Regions from separate parts of the Pan troglodytes genome. Here region 1 is linked to region 2. A link is a contact called in public HiChIP or PLAC-seq data. All regions are on one chromosome and are shown on one strand. The core of a region is the stretch at or near the end of the contact, and the rest is flanking DNA. Distances in the headings are between cores, read along the strand shown. Region 1 holds the start of RNF4 (ring finger protein 4). Region 2 holds the start of MXD4 (MAX dimerization protein 4).

What was found. HiChIP or PLAC-seq counts read pairs in DNA pulled down with a chosen protein or histone mark.
Region 1: a contact with region 2 is called in an H3K4me3 HiChIP or PLAC-seq map of stem cell-derived excitatory neurons, with 11 times the contacts expected there. The contact joins the promoter of RNF4 here to the promoter of MXD4 in region 2. A contact is called at or near these places in 1 of 7 Hi-C or Micro-C datasets (stem cell-derived neural progenitor cells) and 1 of 1 datasets of contacts at active chromatin or transcription factors (stem cell-derived excitatory neurons).

Annotation. Positions count from the first base shown.
Region 1 is chr3:2,860,820-2,863,835 of NHGRI_mPanTro3-v2.0_pri, forward strand. It overlaps RNF4 (ring finger protein 4), which reads left to right and starts at 1,294. Exons shown (of 8, transcript NM_001251909.4): 1 at 1,294-1,374.
Region 2 is chr3:2,647,369-2,650,212 of NHGRI_mPanTro3-v2.0_pri, forward strand. It overlaps MXD4 (MAX dimerization protein 4), which reads right to left and starts at 1,322. Exons shown (of 6, transcript XM_016951167.3): 1 at 1,129-1,322; 2 at 937-1,036. The coding sequence starts at 1,192.

The DNA of each region.
Region 1 (3,016 bases), core at 44-2,543, 210 kb after region 2:
GGTTAGAAACTCACTGTAAGGTGGCCGGGCGAGGTGGCTCACACCAGTAATCCCAGCACTTTTGGAGGCCAAGGAGGGTGGATCACCTGAGGTCAGGAGCTCGAGACCAGCCTGGCCAACATGATGGAACTCCGTCTCTACTAAAAATACAAAGAAAATTAGCCGGGCGTGGTGGCAGGCGCCTGTAATCCCAGCTATTCGGGAGGCTGAGGCAGGAGAATCACGTGAACCCAGGAGGTTAGAGCTTGCAGTGAGCCGAGATCGCGCCACTAAAACAAACAAACTCACTGTAAGGAAACAATGTAACCCAAGGTATTTGGGGTGACCTTCACGTTGCCTGAGGGTGCCGAGGGACCAGAGATGCTGGCCATGGACTAAGGTCTGGGTATTCTCAGGCAGCAGGGACAAGGTGGGCTTTTTTCCTGGTTGCTAAACCCATGTCAAAGTCGAGCTCAGGGACTGGAGCTCAAGAAACCCACCGCCCATTCTCCAGTCCGACCGGGGACCTGCATGCACCTCTGCCGTGCTGCCCTGAGTCCTCCAATCCTCCACACTCTTCCTCTGTTATGTACACGTCTCCACCCAGGCCTGCAACAGTCCCAGCTTCCTCGCAGGGGCAGGGACCCGCACGCCGGCCCAGGGCTTGGCACGCGGGGATGCTGAAACAGGGCCAGGCCTGGTTTCCAGCCGATCGTCAGAGTCCCCAGGCCCAGCAACCTTCCTCACAAAGGCCTCGTTAAGAGGCGAGGAAACAAGAGCCGGGAGAGGGGCGCGGAACGGCGGGCGGGACGAACGACCAGCTCCGCGCCTCCGGCCAGCTGCGTCGAGCCAGGGGCACCGCGGCTGTTGTGCGGCTGGAAATCTAGGAATGGGAAGGTTCGGGGCCTGCTCGGCTCCGGAGGCAGCTGGCGGGCAGTCCCTGGCGGCGTTGGGGCGGTCAGTGGCAGCCGGGGACGGGCGACCGGGTCGCCCGGGTCGCCCTCAGACCGTGACTCCCGAAAAGCCTTGCGGGCGGGGCGCGCCCGCGCCGTCTCTTGCCGGAAGGTGCGAGTTAGTGCGCTCGATTGTGGGCGGGGGCGGAAAGAGGCGCGTTTTAAAGTGGTAACAGATGGTTTTCTTATCCAATAGGATTAAAAAATTTGTCCTTACCCGGCCGACCGCGGAAGTAGAGTAGGCGGGCGGCCAATGGGGACATGATGGGGGCGGAGCCGAGGCCTCCGAAGCGGAAGTGGGTTGCTGTTGAGGCGGCGGCATCTTTCTCGAGGAGCTCTCCTGGGCGGCTGAAGAAGGAGCTTCTTCTCCGGAGTGCGCCGGCGGCGGCGCCTGCGGACCTAACTAGCTCCAGGTTAGGCCGGGCTTTGCGGGAAAGCAGCGGTAAGTCAGGGCCTTGCAGATGCGAGGTTTAGGCAGCTTCGCGGCCTACAGAGGCCTCGGCCCGCGCCGCTTGGGGGAGGCCCGCTGCGCGGCTTGACCCAGCCGAGGCTTTGCAGCCCGGGACCTCGAGCCAGCTCTGGTCGCTCGCACTGCCGTCCGCGCGGGCGCACCGAGCCCGGCTTGGCGCGGGCAACAGAAGTTAGGAGGTCTGCGTCTGGGTCTCGGCTCACCCTGGGGGGCCGCGGCCATGGGGCTTAGTCCCTAGCCTAGGAAGGGAAACTGAGACTCTGGGAGGGGCAGGAACGCCCCCAAGGTCACTTGGAAAGTCGGGCAGGGTGTGCTGTTAGGGGGAAGACCTGGACAGGGTTTTTGTTCCCCGCTGACGACGCCTCCTTTGTGTGTTCGCGCCGCCGCCCCGCCATCGTGGGGCCTGCGAGTTTGCCGGGGTGCGTGGGCCGCATGGCGGGGCCTTTTGTAGGTCGGGAGGATCTGAGTACGGGTGCGGGCCTGACCGTGGGGGCGCCGAGGTCGCAGTCTAAAACTTAGTAGGGCCTCGATTTCCGGGCGCACTTCCGGGCCCCGGCTGGTGGTTGGTGGAACGTGCGACTGTGAGGCTTGCGGCCCAGCCCTGCACCGCTCGGGCCCTTCACCGCTCTGGCGCGCCTATAGACAGGTGTATGAAGATTCTCACGACCCGAAACAGAGTTGCTAGTAAACACGGCTTTTACGCCTTTGATCCATCGAGGAAAGAGGGAAAAGGATGGAGCTTGGGCAAGCCGTTTTGGTAGGGATTTCAGCTTTTGTCTTTCACTTGTCGGTTCCCATAGACGTTCACAAACTTAATAATCTTCGTTCTGTTTCTGCACCAAGTTCTTGAGCCAGACGTAGGGTCTCAGCTCTGGAGCCTGGCTTAGACTGTCCAACTGATTGGGGAGACTGAGGTCCAGAAAAGTGAAGTGGTCTGCCGAAGGTCACACAGCCAGCTTTTTGGCAGCAGATGAGGTTAAGTCCTAACTGCAGGATTTGGGTTTTGAATTCATTGACCAGGAGTTTTGGGACCACTGTCAATAAAAGAGACATTGAAGGGAATCTTTTGTTACTTTCTTGGTGATTTGCTTTTTAATGGACAAGGACATATTGGGTTCAGTTTTATCTGTGAGTTTGAGGTGAAATAGAGGCATTCGAGTAGCAAGATATATTGCTGGCTTTTGTATTGCCTGAATTTGAGCTTCCAAAAATCTTACTTTAATACATCGTTTATTGATCTTTTCTTGAATTACTACCTTTGTAAGGACCTTTTGTAAATATTGTTTTCCTAATCTTCATGAAATCTTAATGCCATACGTAAATTATTTCTTTTTATATAATGTATGCACATCTGTGCTTTGTACATAAAATGAGTAAGATTTTTCACTCTCCTCAAGATCAAAGCAGCGTATTTTTGAGGTCTCCTGTATGCCAACCTTTCTGCTTGGAATACAGCAGTAAACAGTCGTGGTGCTGGCCCTCCTGTAGCTGGGTGAGGATGGAGGGAATAAGAGATAACTCATTTTATTGTGTTTTGCAAATACCGCCTTTTTTTTTTGCAAGGTTTATAGCAAGGATTCATCAAGCAAGTCTGTGTCAGCCATTTTTCCAACAG
Region 2 (2,844 bases), core at 72-2,571:
CTCTGAAGCCCCCTACAAACGCAGCTCCCAGCCTGCTCACACAAAAGGGCTGGGCCAAGGTGGGTCCAGACAAGACCAGGTGTGCTATGGTCCTCACAGCAGCCAGGAGGGTGGAAATCCCCGGGGAGCCCCGGCCCAGGGTCCCCACTCCCCACGCGGGGGACCTGTACGCACCCCAGCTTCAGGGCTTCTGCTGCCTGAACACGAGGTCAAGGTATGGAGGGCGCAGCTGGCACCCGTAGTAACGACTTCGTGGGGCCCCTGCCCTGCAGCCTGCCCCCTCCTCCCGCCCCCTTAAAAGCCTCTGTCTTAAAAAAGAGGACCCCCATACTGGAGGCTGGAGTTTCGCTGTGTCAGGAGGCTGGGCAGAAGCGGTGGGCACCCTGGGAGGAGTGAGGGCCCAGGACAGCGCCTCCACTCGCTTCTCTGTCTAGGCTCCTGGGGGCGGGGGAAGGTGGGCGAGCAGCAGAGTTCGGCTGGCAGAGCCATTCGAAAGGAGGCCGCCCACCCACCCGCGGAGAGAAGGGGTTAGGGCCGGCAGCCCCCGCAGACCCTGGCTGAGCCTGTTTCCCCAGACCCACGGGGCACCGGCCAGCGCCCGCTGACAACTTTTCTACCGCCTGGAAAAGTCCAGAACAACTCGGGGGCGGGGAGCGGGCGCGGGAGCGGACCCCGGCGGCGGGCGCTGTACGCGTGGCACTGTTTACGCGAGCGGCCCGGGAGGCGCGGCCGCGGGAAGATGGCGACGGCGAGGGCGGGGCCGGCCGGGCGGGGCTGCGGCCGCGGCCTGCGCGCCTCCTCCTCCAGGCTGGCCGCCGGGGCGCGCGGCGGCGGCGCTGAGGGCCGCGGGCCGGGAATCGGGGCCCGGGGAGCACGCTCCGGGCGGGGGCGGGGGTTCGGACCGGGCCGGGCGGGGTCGGGAGCGGGGGGCGGTACCTGTTGTTCGGGGCCTTGCGCACCAGGCCGGCCGCCTTTGTTTTCTCCCTGGCGAAGTCGCCGTCGAAGGGCAGCACCGAGGCGTAGCCGTGCTCGGCCTCTGCGGACACACGGCGCGGTCAGCGGCCCCCGCCCGGCCCGGCCCCGCCGCCCGCCCACCGCCGCGGGCGCACAATGGGGTGCAAGCGCTACCTCGATCCCTGCGCTCCAGGTACTCGGCCGCCTCCAGCAGGATCAGCAGGGAGTTCAGCTCCATCCTCCCGCCCGCGCCCGTCCGCCCCGGGACGGCGGCGGCCGCTGCCCGGCCCGCTCCGGCCGGCTCCGCTCGCCGCCCGCCCCGCGCGCCCGGCCACCGCACTTCCAGACTCCGCGGACTCCGGCGCTCGGCCGCCACCCTCCGCCTCAGGCCCTCAAATTGACACATAAGGGAGAGCGGCGGCCCGCAGAGCCAATGGGAGGCGGCGTTCGCGCTCCGGGGGCGGGCGCCGGGCCGGGCTGGGGCCAATGGGGACGGGTCGAGCGCCTCGGGCCGGGCCGAGAATGTTGACAGATGCAGAGCTGGGCTGGGATAGGCCGGCCGCGCTAGTAACAATTTAGAAGCCCGAGCTTAGCAACAGCACGTGGTGGCCCGGCCCCCGCGCTAGCTGACTGGCGGCCGCCGTGCATGTTAAGTAGGCGCCGCGCGCCGATTGGCCAGAGCGGCCTATGTAAAACAGGCACTGCGAGCCAATGGCCGGTGGCGGGGCGCGCGGCCAATGAGGGCGCCGCAGCCGGACGCGTTGCCGAGAGGAAGCGCAGCGCGCGGGGACCGCCCGCCGTCCTGGGGGCCCGTTAGGACGCAGGAGCGTCTGGGCTACTAGGGCGAAGCAGGGCGCTCCGGGGCGTGCGCCGGGCCGGTCCGGACCGCCGGGTCTGAGCGCGACGAAAGCAGTGGCTGCGTGGGGGGACGAGGCCTCGCGCTCTGCCCGGGGGTCTTGCGTGGGGCCGTGAACGACTCCCCTCCCCGCCGGGCGCAGAGTGGCCCCGGGAAGGGCCGGGACCTCGGAGAGGGACGCAGACGCTCTGATCCTAAGAGCCAGGCGTCTCTGAGGGTGTCAGTGGGGAAACAGGCCCAGAGCGGGCGGGCTCCTCAGATCGCCCAGTGGACGCCGGAGCTGAAGGAGGGCCCAGGTCTGGGGAAGGGACACAGACGTGCGGCCAGAGTCGAGAGGCTTCCCGGAGTGGGGGGCTGCATGCTCTGTGTCTGGCCTGAGGGGCAGGGACGTTCCTAGAGGCAGGCGCTGGCCACCTCTGGCCGAGGACGCCCTAAGTGGGGACGGGAGTGAACCCTTCATCAAATCCCAGCTGGCGGGTCTCCCTAGTGACCCCTGACCCTAAGGCTGGCCCAGGAGGTGGCAGGACTGGCAGCCCCAGACTGGCCTCGGCACCCCCCACCCTCTCGCAGATTTTTTTTGTTGTTGTTGTTTTTTGAGACGGCTCTGTTGCCCAGGCTGGAATGCAGTGGCGTGATGTCAGTTCACTGCAACCTCCGCCTCCCGGGTTCAAGCGATTCCCCTGCCTCAGCCTCCCAAGTAGCTGGGACTACAGGCGCGTGCCACCACGCCCAGCTAATTTTTGTATTTTTAGTAGAGATGGGGTTTCACCATGGATGGTCTGGATCTCCTGACCTCGTGATCCGCCTGCCTCGGCCTCCCAAAGTTCTGGGATTACAGGTGTGAGCCACCTCGCCCGACCCATCTCACTGATTTGATTTTTGAGGTTGGTGGCCTGGATGTGCCAAGGGCCAGGCCCCGCAGGCTGGAGAGTGTGGAGGCATAAGGTGGCTGGACCCCTCCAGAAGTACTCAGTGGGACACAGGGGCTGCTGCTGGCAACGAAACTGAACAAAAAATGCAAAACCTCAGCACCA